Regions from separate parts of the Pan troglodytes genome. Here all the other regions are linked to region 2. The links are chromatin contacts, called in public HiChIP or PLAC-seq maps. All regions are on one chromosome and are shown on one strand. The core of a region is the stretch at or near the end of the contact, and the rest is flanking DNA. Distances in the headings are between cores, read along the strand shown. Region 1 overlaps LOC134810422 (a long non-coding RNA gene). Region 2 holds the start of ZNRF2 (zinc and ring finger 2). Region 3 holds the start of GGCT (gamma-glutamylcyclotransferase).

The links. HiChIP or PLAC-seq counts read pairs in DNA pulled down with a chosen protein or histone mark.
Region 1: a contact with region 2 is called in an H3K4me3 HiChIP or PLAC-seq map of stem cell-derived excitatory neurons, with 9 times the contacts expected there. The contact joins the enhancer-like site here to the promoter of ZNRF2 in region 2. A contact is called at or near these places in 4 of 7 Hi-C or Micro-C datasets (blood, induced pluripotent stem cells and stem cell-derived neural progenitor cells), 1 of 1 datasets of contacts at active chromatin or transcription factors (stem cell-derived excitatory neurons) and 1 of 1 other capture datasets (stem cell-derived neural stem cells).
Region 3: an H3K4me3 HiChIP or PLAC-seq map of stem cell-derived excitatory neurons shows a contact between it and region 2, with 6 times the contacts expected there. The contact joins the promoter of GGCT here to the promoter of ZNRF2 in region 2. A contact is called at or near these places in 1 of 7 Hi-C or Micro-C datasets (stem cell-derived neural progenitor cells) and 1 of 1 datasets of contacts at active chromatin or transcription factors (stem cell-derived excitatory neurons).

Annotation. Positions count from the first base shown.
Region 1 is chr6:36,326,544-36,330,716 of NHGRI_mPanTro3-v2.0_pri, reverse strand. All of the region lies in intron 5 of LOC134810422 (a long non-coding RNA gene), which reads left to right. Among named protein-coding and RNA genes, the nearest start is that of GARS1, 36 kb to the left of the region's middle. Within about 2 kb of position 2,531, at least 9 of the 24 cell types and tissues checked have an H3K27ac peak or open chromatin away from gene starts, as enhancers often do. A contact at or near this core is called in stem cell-derived excitatory neurons, stem cell-derived neural progenitor cells and stem cell-derived neural stem cells, where this site is marked.
Region 2 is chr6:36,075,908-36,080,082 of NHGRI_mPanTro3-v2.0_pri, reverse strand. ZNRF2 (zinc and ring finger 2) reads right to left here and starts at 1,282. Exons shown (of 5, transcript XM_003318233.5): 1 at 70-1,282. The coding sequence starts at 520.
Region 3 is chr6:36,287,357-36,291,338 of NHGRI_mPanTro3-v2.0_pri, reverse strand. It overlaps GGCT (gamma-glutamylcyclotransferase), which reads left to right and starts at 1,385. Exons shown (of 4, transcript XM_519024.8): 1 at 1,385-1,679. The coding sequence starts at 1,539.

The DNA of each region.
Region 1 (4,173 bases), core at 1,282-3,781, 250 kb before region 2:
GAAAAAAGCAGGGGGCAGAAGTAGAGGTGAGGGGCAGCCAGTTAGGAGGCTACAGGAGTAGCCCAGACCAGACAGGAGGGTGGCTCGGCCCTCAGAGATCTTGGTGGGGCAGATTAAAGAGTGATCAAGTTAGAGCTAACAGGACTTTTTGTTTTTAGACTGGGTCTCGCTTGTTGCCCAGGCTGTAGTGCACTGGTGCAATCATGGCTCACTGCAGCCTTGACCTCCTGGATCAAGGTATCCTCCCACCTCTCAGCCTCCCAAGCAGCTGGGACTACAGGTGCACGCCACCAAGCCCAGCTAATTTTTGTATTTATGGAGATATGGGTCTCACCATGTTACCCAGGCTAGTCTTGAACTTCTGGGCTCAAGCCATCTGCCTGCCCTGGCCTTCCAAAGCATTGGAATTACAGGCCTGAGCCACTGTGCCAGGCCAGAGCCAACAGGACTTACTGAGAAATTATCTGAGAGAGAGGGGTCAAGGAAGACTCCCTCTGTTCAACCAAGCAACGAGGTGAATGGTGCTGCTGCTTCCTGAGATGGGGAAGACTGTAGAGGAAACAAACCAGGAATGACAAATCAGTAATTTAGCTTCGAATACATTAGGTTTGAGATGTCTAGTCTGTACCCAAACAGACCACACTGTGGCATCTGGGCAGCAGGATCTGCAGAATCCAGCAGGATGGATGCTGATGCCAAGCTGAGTAGACAGTTGGGTCTGTGAGTCTAAAGCTCAGGGAAGACCTCAGGGTCTGGGAAACAAATCTGGAGATCATCACCCTGTCCATGAAAGCCAAGGGAATGATGGAAGATACTATGAGAAAAAGTGAAGAGAGGAAAGAGAAGAGGTCCATGGAAGGAGACCTGGGAGAATCCAACCTTCGATTAGATCAGGAAGAGGAGAAGGATCCAGTAAAAAACTCTGAGAAGTCTCTGGGAAGGAAGTCTTCCTTCCTTCCCCTGTACCAGGAGAGGTGCTATCCTAGAAATTAGTAAAGAAACAGTTTTTGATGGGGAGAGCAGGATCACCTTTGTCAACTGCTGCTGCGAGACTTGGAAAAATAAGGACTGGGAAGAGAGCAATAGAAACTTTGAAAGCCATTGGTTATCTTGACAAGAGTTGTTTCTGTGGGGGTGGTGAGAACTGGAGCCTGATTGGATGGGTTCAAGAGAGAATGGGGAGTTCTAGCCAAGAAGGCTGATGAGGATGAGTCAAATTAAAAATGTTTTCTTTTTATGAGTCCTCTCATATTTACTGATACAACTGATATATTTGGTCTCCATTCTGCCACATTACTTTATATTGATCATGTACTGTATCTGCTATGTTTCCCCATGCAATGTTATTTTTTTACTTTAAAAATTGTATTTATAAAGGTTTGTAATTTTATTCCAGTGGTTATTTTATATGTACACTTTTTTAAATGCTTTTAATTTTTTTTTTTTAAGACAGGGTCTTGCTCTTTGCCCAGGCTGGAGTATAATGGCATGATCCTGGCTCATCAAAGCCTTGGCCTCCTGGGCTCAGTAAGTCCTCCCACCTCAGCCACCTGAGTAGCTGGGACTACAGGCATGTGCCACCACAACAAACTAATTTTTTTGTATTTTTTGTAGAAATGGTGTCTCCCTGTGTTGCCCAGGCTGGTCTCAGTCAGGCGATCCAGCGCACAAGCAATCCTCTCACCTCAGCCTCCCTTGGCTCTTACTCTTATTTTCGTGTTTAAGCTTTTACTATCTGGTTTATAAATACTATAGTATTCTTCATCTCCCATCCATTGCTCATACAACAATCTAGGGGCATATTCCGTTTTTCTCTTTCTATTTCCCTTGTCCCATTTTTGAGTTGCACTATTTCCTTATCATCTCTTATCAGCTGAAGCTCATTCTCTAGTATACCGTCAGAAAACTTTTTATTTTTTGCAAGGGGCCAGATAGTAAATATGTTCAGTTTTGCAGGCATGCAATCTCTGCCACAGCTCTACCATTGTAGAGTATAAGCAGCCATAGACAATATGTAAACAAATGGGTATGGCTGTCTTCCCATAAAACTTTATTTGCAAAAACAGGTGGTGGGCCAGATTTGGCCTATAGGCTAAAGCCCTATCTTAGAGTAGCAGCAGATAAGGAGACAGAAAAACTGTACAGGAGGTGAGAGAAAACTGGCAGGAGAGCTAGGGGGATATTGACGAAAGAGGAGCCCTTTAAATCTTCCAGGGGTAGAAAAAATGAAATTCTTTGATGTTACTCAATAGTTTACCTGCTCGGAAGGAGGAAAGGTGTCTCTTCCATCTCAGGGTTGGCTCGGCATCCATCCTGCTGGATTCTGCAGATCCTGCTGGCCAGATGCCACAGTGTGGTCAGCTGAAAGTGATTTGCTCATCCTGAAAACAGCAGGTATAGAAAGCGCTCTTTCAGCGCCATGGCAACCAGATCGTGTTTTTCTAAAAAAGGATCAGATCAGCGGGTGTGTCCCTCCAGGCATTGATCCATTAATATGCACTGAGCTCATTTCAGAGCCAGGCCCTGGGCTGAGTGCTTGGAATACAAAGATGCAAAAGGCTAAGTCCTTGTTTTTAAGGAGCTCATAGACTGGAGGAGGAGGCAGACGTGCACAGTAAACAGTGTAATCACACGTCATCAAAGGAAGGGACACACAAAGGGCTGGGGAGCATCTCCTCCTCTTTGGGAGAAACTGACCTGGAGACCTAAGGTTGAGCTGACAAACTGGGATGGGTCAAGGAAAATGGAGAAGCTTGAGAGCTGTGGCAGCTCCGTGAAATGGCAAGTATGGCCAGAGGATGGCATCTCCAGGGTGCCGGAGATGGCCATGGAGAGGCACTGAGGCCAGGCCATGCCGGGCCTCTGCTGCCTCTGCTGTCACCAAGGTCAACCACAACCTAGTGCCCAAGCCAGTGGCATTTTCCAGCCTACTTTTACTGATCCCTTCTTTTAGAAAATGCTCCCTTGACAGTCTGATTTTCATGGTATCATGATCCGCTATCTCTGATGTGTCCTCTGTACATCCAGCTGCTCTTTCTCACTCTCTTATTTGTGCTCTCACTTCCTTAAATTTTAACCTTCTTCTCGTGCTGCACTTTCTCCAGGTATATGAGAAACCTCTCCATTTTTCACTTTCATTTGCATTGCTCTTTGCCTGTTGGCCTCAATTTCTCCTACCACAAGATGAGCCCCTCTACGTATCTAAGAATGTGGCCTCAAGAACCCCAGTGTGGCAATCCCAGTGAAAAGCCTTTTCCCAGTACTCATCTCTCCATCCTGGGGAAGGCATGGGATTGCTTTTGGTTGGTTGTGTACCTACCCTGGGACACAGCACTATTATCAGAGTGATGGGCCAATACAATATATGGTGAGGGAAATGAGGTTCCATGATTGGCCCCATCAGTCACAAGGATGGAAAGGCAGTTTCCTAAGACAGATGTATCAGGCAGGAGAGAGGAGCTATACAATGTCAACAGGGAAAGTGTAATATAAATAATCATGAACTAATAATAGAGGGTTAGCCACTAAGGGATAAAAAGAAGTCTAAAGGTTACAGAAACAGGTGAATGGATAAACAAAATGAAATGTTATTCTGCCATAAAATGGAATGAAATTCTGATACATGCTACCCCATGGATAAACCTTGAAGACATTATGCAAAATGAAATAAGCCAGACTCAAAAGGGCAAATATTATATGGTGCCACTTATACAATGTACCATGAATAGTCAATCCATAAAGACAGAAAGTAGAATGGAGGTTTTCAGGAGCTGGAGGAAGGGGAGAATGGGAAGTTATTGTTTAATGGGTGATACGGTTTGGCTCTGGGTCCCCACCCAAATCTCATCTCAAATTGTAATCCCAAGTCAAGGGAGGGACCTGGTGGGAGATGATTGGATCATGGAGGTTATTCTTGTGATAGTGAGTGAGTTCTCATGAGATTTGATGGTTTAAAAGTATGTGGCTCCCTTCTGTTTCTCTTTTTCTCTCTCTCCTGCCACTTTGTGAAGAGATCTGCCTTGCTTACCTTCACCTTCCACCATGAGAGTGTTTCCCAAGGCCTCCCCAGGCACACAGAACTGTGAATCAATCAAACCTCTTTTCTTCATAAATTACCCAGTCTCAGGTAGTATCTTTATAGCAGTGTGAGAACAGACTATTACAATGGGTATA
Region 2 (4,175 bases), core at 33-2,532:
AGCCGGCGGCCACGGCCCACGTGCAGCCGCGGGAGGACCGAGCGCGGGCGCGTGGAGAGGGGTCCGTACCTCCAAACATGTGCGGCGAGAGGTGAGCTGGTAAGGAGCCGATCACCAGGCGCGGCCCGCCGGGGCTCCCGCCCACCGGCCGGTCCCGGCCGCCGCCGCCGTCCTCAGGGCTGCTGTGCACCGAGTCCTGCGAGCCGTACGGGCCGCTGCTGCTGTTCGGGATGCTGAAGGGGGACTGTGCCGCGCGGGCCCCCGACGCCACGCTCCCCACGGCCCCGCCGAGGGAGCGGCTGCGCGGGGCCGCCGGGGCCGCCGCGGCGCCGCCGGAGGCGCTGGGCTGGTGCGCGCTGGGCACCTGAGCCGGGAACCTCCCCGCGGCGGCGGCCCGAGCGCCCCCGCCGCCGCCCGCGGTCCCATTGGCGCCTCCGCTGCTACTGGAAGGCAGATCCGAGCCCGAGTACGCGCGCGTGCGGCCGTTAGCGGCGGCCGGGCCGCTCTGCTTGGCGCCCATGTCCGCCCTGCCCCGGGCCGGGCCCGCGCGCTGCGCCCCGAGAGCCGGGAGGGCGGGAGCGAGCGCGGGAGCTAGAGGGCAGGGCCCAGGCGCCGCGGCCGGCCCAGAGAGGCCCCCGCACGTCCAGGGCCGCCGCCCGGCGTCCAGAGGGGCAGTCGGCGCCCGGCGCGCTCTTCTTGGGGCGGCGGGCGAGGCCGACGGCCTGACGCGGACGCGGGAGACGAGGAGACGCGGAGAGGAAGGGGTCCCGGCTGCAGGCACCCCTCGCTGGCTCCAGCAGGAAGGGGCGGCTCAAGTGGCCGTGCGGCTGCCGCTGGTTTCGGTTCTGGTGCGCCACGACGGGCCGCTACCGCTCTCTGCTGCCGCGCTCGGCGCCCCCGATCTCGGCACCGCCTCCTCTCGGGCGGCCGCTGCTACCGCCGCCATCCTCCGGCTCCCACGGCGGCTGGCGGCTGAGTGGGAGGCGCCCGCCCAGACTCCGCCGGGGCCACCTTCCCTCCTCCCCCAGCCACCCAGCTGTTATTAACGGAGAAAGAGGAAAAACGGGTGGCGCGCGAGGGGAGGACGAAGAATGGGAGGGAGAGGTGGCGCGCGCTTCCCGGCAACCGTCGCCTCGCTCCCCCTGCGAAGGAGGGGCCGGGCTGGCGGGAGGATCTGGGCCGCGAAGGCGGGGGGTGCCCAGGAGGGGAGGAGGTTCCCCGGCCCTCGCGCCGGAAGGCCGCGGAGCGGCTCGGCTGCAGGGTGCGCCCGGCCCGTGTGTTTGGGTCGCGCGCGTTGACCCCGCCCCCTCGTGCCGCCAGGCCGATTGGCTCCCGCCGGCCTTGCTCCGCCTCCCCCTTCCGCGACCTGCCCGCCCCTGCTCCGCCTCGCCAAGGTACTGCGGTGTGGTAGGTGCTGCCACTCGTGGACTCGGTGATGGACAGGTCTCTGGCCACGCCCTCCCAGCCAGGGCGCGCCCTTGTCTTCCTCGCGGGGCCTACGCCGATAGGAGGAACGGACACCGGGCGCCAACCAGAAGGCGGCCCCTCCTCCCGCACGTGGCCCGCCGACGCTGTAGGAGCCTGTGTCAGCTGCAGCTTTTCCTGGCAGGGGGCGTGAATGGCTGTGTCCTCTGCCCAGAGCCGTTTGGTTTCGGTGGGTGTTGGTGTTACACACTGATTTAAAAAAAACAGAAGCTCAAAAGCCAGCTTGATCTCAGACTTACTCATGAAACACCAACCTGGGAGGAAGCGCAGAGTTGGAAGAACTCGGGATAATCCAGGTTGACCCTCTGTGGTAGGGCAAATACTGTGGTGCCAGGAACGCTGCACCTGACTCACAAAAACTAGAATCTAGGCCCAACACCAAACTAAATTATCTGTAGTGAGCAAATTATTTTACTTTTTTGGACTTTAGGTTTATTTTTGTTTTTGTTTTTGAGACGGAGTCTCGCTCAGTCACCCAGGCTGGAGTGCAATGGTGTGATCTCGGCTCACTGCAACCTCCGCCTCCCGAGTTCGAGCGATTCTCCTGCCTCATCCTCCAGAGTAGCTGGGATTACAGGCACGTGCCACCACGCCTGGCTAATTTTTGTATTTTTAGTAGAGACGGTCTTTCACCATGTTGGCCAGGCTAGTCTTGAACTCCTGTCCTCAAGTGATCCACCTGCCTCGGCCTTCCAAAGTGCTGGGATTACAGGCGTGAGCTACCGCACCAGGCCGACTTTAGGTTTCTTACCTGAACTGTTTGTGTTAAATCCTAGGGCACCTGCCTCTTTAAAATCCTATAACTTCTCTAAAATGTAATAAAATTCTCCTCAGTGCCTTCCTCAGTGTCGGTGTGGTCTCTTCACGGCAGAGCAGGGTCTGGATACCCAGGGAACAGCCTGCTCTGAGACTCCCATTATGAAAATGTCTAGTCTCTACTTGAAAATAATAGCAAGTGGTGTTTTATAAAACTGCAGAAATACTTTGTCATCTTTTCACTATTTGCAATAAGTCATTTATATAATGATTTTCATCACTCTTAGGGTATGGGAATCAAGTTTTTAAACAAATGGAGAATATATGTATACATATAAAGACATGTATTGTGTATCTATGTACACAAACACACATATATACATGGAAAAACAAAGGTACTCAGTGCTTTATATGCAGTATCATGTTAAGATATGGTCATCATTTTGGTTAAGTGCCCTCTCCTTATAGATGTTTCCTGCCACCTCCTCCCCCATCCCAGCATCACAGACTGACTTCAGTGTTCCCACTCAGTGCTATACAATACCTCCTTCATAGCTCTGATCATGTTATTATTATTATTAGATATCTTGCTTGTCACTACACAATTGGCTCCATGATAAACTTCATGTCTGTACCTCCAGTGTTTAACACAGTGTCTGGTCTTGCGATGGTACAATAAATGTTTTGTGAATGAATGAATGAATGAGTGAGTGAATACATATATCCTCACCAGTTGTACTAAAACGATTCTTTCTTGAATGTCACTCATTAACTTATCATGTTCTTATTCTCCTTGACATTTCGCTTGTGGTGGGTGCCCTTTCCACCTCCTCTCTGGTGAGCCTTGTTTCTTTCCCCACGAAGGTTCTGGAGATAAAATGCTGGCCTTCTATGTTCTTTCCTTGGCCCTCTTTCCTCTCTCCTCACCCCTCTCATCTCTCTCCAGTCACCAGCATGAAGCTGTCAATGTGTGTTATTGTCAACCAAACAGTTCTAACTTCGTTGAAAATGTGTCGCTTATTTATTTATTTATTTATTTGAGACAGAGTCTCGCTCTGTCACCAGGCTGGAGTGCAGTGGTGCGATCTGGGCTCACTGCAACCTCTGCCTCCCAGGTTCAAGCAATTCTCCTGCCTCAGCCTCCAGAGTAGCTGGGATACAGGCACGTGCCACCATGCCCAGCTCATTTTTTTTGTACTTTTAGTAGAGACAGGGTTTCACCATGTTGGCCAGGATGGTCTCTAACTCCAGAACTTGTGATCCACCCGCCTCGGCTTCCCAAAATGCTGGGATTACAGGCGTGAGCCACCGTGCCTGGCCATCACGTCTTTATTATACCTACCAGTTCTTCAAAAATTAAAAGTGCTGCTTCATCCAAATGAGTACACACAGGTATACACACATGTAGAACTGCAACGGGTTTTTGAGATAATACCCATGCTACCTGAAATGCACTCTGCTTTCTATTTGACTTCACTTTTGTAAAATGCTGGTCACTGCTTATTGGATTGATTTTACACCCCCCTATGGGGATGTAATCTGCACTTTGATAAACAGTAGTCTAAATCAGTGCTTTGCAAACTTTAGCACACACAAGGATTACAGGAAAACCTTGTTAAAACAGGCTGTTGGGCCCCACCCTCAATGATTCTCATTCCATAGCTCAGGGTTGGGCCTGGAGAATTTGCATCCTAACAAGCTGCCCAGTGATGTTGCTGCCATCAGACTTCGGACTCTTGTTTGGAGAAGCACTGGTCTAAATGACGCTTTCCTCTACAATCAGAACTGTTGTTTTAATGCCTTCACCACTTATCAAGAGACCAGAGCCCCAGCTCTTTAAAATTTTTCAAATTTGAAGGTTTTAAAATACACTATATTCCTCCTGATGCAGTTCAATGATATTTTGACCAAAGGCTTTGGGGGTGCAAAATTAG
Region 3 (3,982 bases), core at 136-2,635, 210 kb before region 2:
TGATGATCCTGGCATGAATCAATTATAAAATTCCATTATTCATTTAGGATTACTTAGTTGGCATACTTTTGTAAAGAGAACTGTTTCCTCATCAACTGGTGCTCATCATCAGCTGTATTCCAGTTACCCCGAAATACAGCTGCTACTAGAATGGCGGAATACCTGTTTGTTTTCTTAAATTATCACTTTGCAGAGTAAAGTTGGTGTAATAGTCACCACCAATAGTGTGGCAAATGAAGTTAGTGTTTTTTTTTTTTTTTTTTGGATTACTCTTTGGGGGGAATGGCTTTTTTATGTTTAAAGTTTCCAATCATTTTTCAGTTTGCAGTCATTGTTATTTTTGATTCTCAAATTGTTCTAATTTTGGCCAGTGGGCAACTTCAGGCTGGTTCCCATGTCCTTTTAGAAGGACCTCGTTCGTCTTGAGAGGCGTCCTGAGCTTCTGACACAAGATGTTCCAAGTTGTCCTCATTCACTCCTAGCTCCTGACCTGGCATCAGTCATTTCTCGAAGGATCAGTTGATACCTTTTAGTGGGGGGTGGTATTTAGAGATTAATAACTGGGTGTCAAGGATAGACAATGCTCCTATGCCCTTATTTTCATTCAAAAGTTAACAATATAGGTTTTAAAAAATACACTCAGGATGTGTGTGTGTGTGGGAGGGGGGAACCAAAACACAATATAGGGGTTTCTACTGTGACCCTAACTTATATTATGATCCCGATTTTTAAAAAGAGGAAACGGAGACCAGAGGTGCCCAAAGTTACTTGGCTAGTAAATGGCAGCGTCGGGATTTAAGCCCAGGCATGTAACTTCCATGTAACAGGGAAGGGAGTCCCAAGCATTCAGAGGGGCCGCTCCAGGAGGCGACGGGTCTGTGGAAAGGGGACAGGTTGATGACCAGGGCTGGGGGTGCCGGAACCAGCAGAAAGGGTGAACGGACCCGTCCTGCCCGACTCCTCTAGGCCAGGAAGGCATGACCGGGCAAGCTGCCGGATGAGGGAGCCGTTGATGGAGTGGCCAGGGCCGCTGTTTCGCCTTAGATCTGACCAGAACTTCCTAAGGCGCAGAAAGTACCAAAGAACCACACACGCGCACCCCAGAGCGGAGAAACCAGTCACCCGCCACGACCTTCAGCCAGTGTCCATGGGACCCGACCCGCCTGTGAGGAGTGCCTGTCCACCCCTCAATCAGAGGAAGCCTTGAGCAAGGAGGGGCGGGACATCAGTAGGTCGTGTCCAATGAGGAGCCAGCGCCGGATTGCTTCAGGACAGACTATTTCTGAGTCTCGGCGGAAGGCGGAGAGAAGGCCGTGGGGATGGCCAATCAAAGGGGGCGACTCAGGTCGGTGGGGACCGGCAGCCAATCAGGAGAGCTCTCGCTCCTGACTCGACCGGCCCACGCTTCCCGCCAGTCCGGTAACCCTGAGGCTGCGGCGCGGCGGTCACTGCGCCGGGGTAGTGGGCCCCAGTGTTGCGCTCTCTGGCCGTTCGTTACAGCTCTGCTCCAGGCTCCAGTGCAGGGGGCGTAGTGGGATATGGCCAACTCGGGCTGCAAGGACGTCACGGGTCCAGATGAGGAGAGTTTTCTGTACTTTGCCTACGGCAGCAACCTGCTGACAGAGAGGATCCACCTCCGAAACCCCTCGGCGGCGTTCTTCTGTGTGGCCCGCCTGCAGGTGAGTGCCCCCGCCCGCGCTACCCACGCCGGGGCCGGGATGCCCAGAAGGCGCTTCCTCGGGGGCACACGTGGCCGATCGGGCCAGGAATGCAGTTCTTCTTGATGAGGGTACTAGGACGCGGCTTCCGCCTCCTGGGTGGGTCCACCTCCTCCGCTGCGCCCACTGCCCGGCCCTGCCCCGGCCACGGTGCCCTCTCGGGCTGCCTGGAGCTTTCCCCCTCCTGGCCTTTGCACCGGCTGCTCGGTCTGCACCGATTTGGCCTCTCGTCCACTAACTTAACAGATTGCATACAGTTGGTACTTCTGGGGAGTCTTCTCTGACCCGAGTCTGGGAATTGGTTGCCTTCTGTTCTGTACATACCTTTGTTACAGCACTTCTCACCTGGCATTGTGAAAATCCGTTTACCTGCCTTTCGCTCCTCATCTGAGAGGTCCTGAAAGCTGGGACCATGTCTTATTTGTAATAATGCTGTGTTCAGTTAGGTCAAGGGGCTGGATGAACTATAACCAGTGTTGGTAAATTATTGCTCTTCAGCCCAGTCCATTCATTCATTTAGTACATATTCTTCCGGCACGTAACACTAAGGGTATAAACATGATTGAGTAAAGTGACTGTTTTGAGGAACTCTCAGTCTGTAGGACAGAGGTACAATAGATTATGTTCAAAACCTTTTTGACAGCGTCGAATGAGACAAACATGATCTCTGCTAACATCGTCAGAGTTCTTAGTTGCAAGCAACAGAAACTGGCTGATTTAAGCAGAAAAAAAAAAAAAAAAAAAAAAAAAGAATGTGTTGAAAGGCTATTGGAGAGCTCACAGAATGACCAGGAAGGCAGGAGTACAAAGCTGACAAAACGGACAAGCATAAAGGGAGGCACAGCAACTGTAATGCAGTGGGCATCACACAACAGAACCAGCCCACGGAGCCTCTTCCGCGCCACTGCTGAACTTGGTAAACGTGGATGCTGTATTGTCCACCACCACCACCCCGTGCCCTGGACACTGCCTGCCTCTGTACATCCCTGCAGTTCCTGAAACCCAAATGTGTCAGCCTCTCTGGAGTCCCTGCTGTCTTGGGCACTAGCTTCTAATTGAAAGCCCCAGAATGTCCTGATTGGCTAAGTTTTGGCCACGTACCCATGCCATGATTTTAAGCAAAACTGAGAGAACCAGCTTCTGGCCTTTGAAGCCTCAAAAATGGGAGTCAGGCTCTGATACTCCCTATTCCCAAACTCGTAAGGTAGGGAATTTCCCAACTGTAGGAAGGGAGTCCAAATGCTTACAGTCAGGGCAAGGGGAAGAGATATTAAACAAGGGATTATTCAGTTACAGGTATATGGTCCATCTTAAAAAGGAGGCATGCAAAGTGCAATGGGGCGTATGACCAGGGTACCTGACCTAACCAGGATGCTCAGGAAAGCCCTGCCTGAAAATGTGACTTTTAAGTTGAGACCTGAATGATTGTAGAGGTGGGGAGCACACAAAACAGGGAACAGCATCTTCTGCAAAGGACCTGAAGAAAGAGGAAGCTGGATCTTTCAGTCAGCGTGGCTGGAGTTTAGTAAGGGGAATGTGGCATGAAGACTGGAGATATGTGGAAGGGCCACATCTTCCAGGACCACAGAAGCCAAATAAGACACACTGCAGAACTAAAGCACATGAAAGATCAGATTTCTATCTCCAAAAGCCCATTCTGGTCACATGGAAAATAGATTTGAAGGAGGGAAGAGTGGATGTGGAGAGTTCAAGAAGTTTTTGCAGCAATTTATGCCAAAGATAATGAATGGCATCTTGAACTAGGGTGGTGGCAGGGCAGGGTGGATGGATTTGAGAACTAATTTGGAGATAACATTGTTAAAGCATAGTGATTGAGTGTGAAGAGAATATCAAAGATGACTCAGGTTTTTGGCACCAGGTAGATGCAGGTGATGTTTGCAGAGAAAAGAGGAAAATCCGGTTTGGGAGGAGAAAATTTTAAGTTCAGTTTGAACGTTTTGAATTTGAAATGCTTGCTAAACAGTCAAGTGAACAGAATAATATTAGCAAACATTTATTAAGTACTTACTGTGTGCTAGGCCCTGTTCTAAGCACTTCTGAAGCTCAGAAGAGAGATCTGGTCTGGGTTTAAAGATGATCAGAATATTTGAAGCCATTGGAGGGGATGAGAATGTCTTGAGCAAATTGCCGAATGAATAGAGAAAATGGCCTAGACCATGGGTGTCCAACCTTTTGGCTTCCTTGGGCCACACTGGAAGAAGAAAAATTGTCTTGGGCCACACATAAAATACACTAAAACTAAT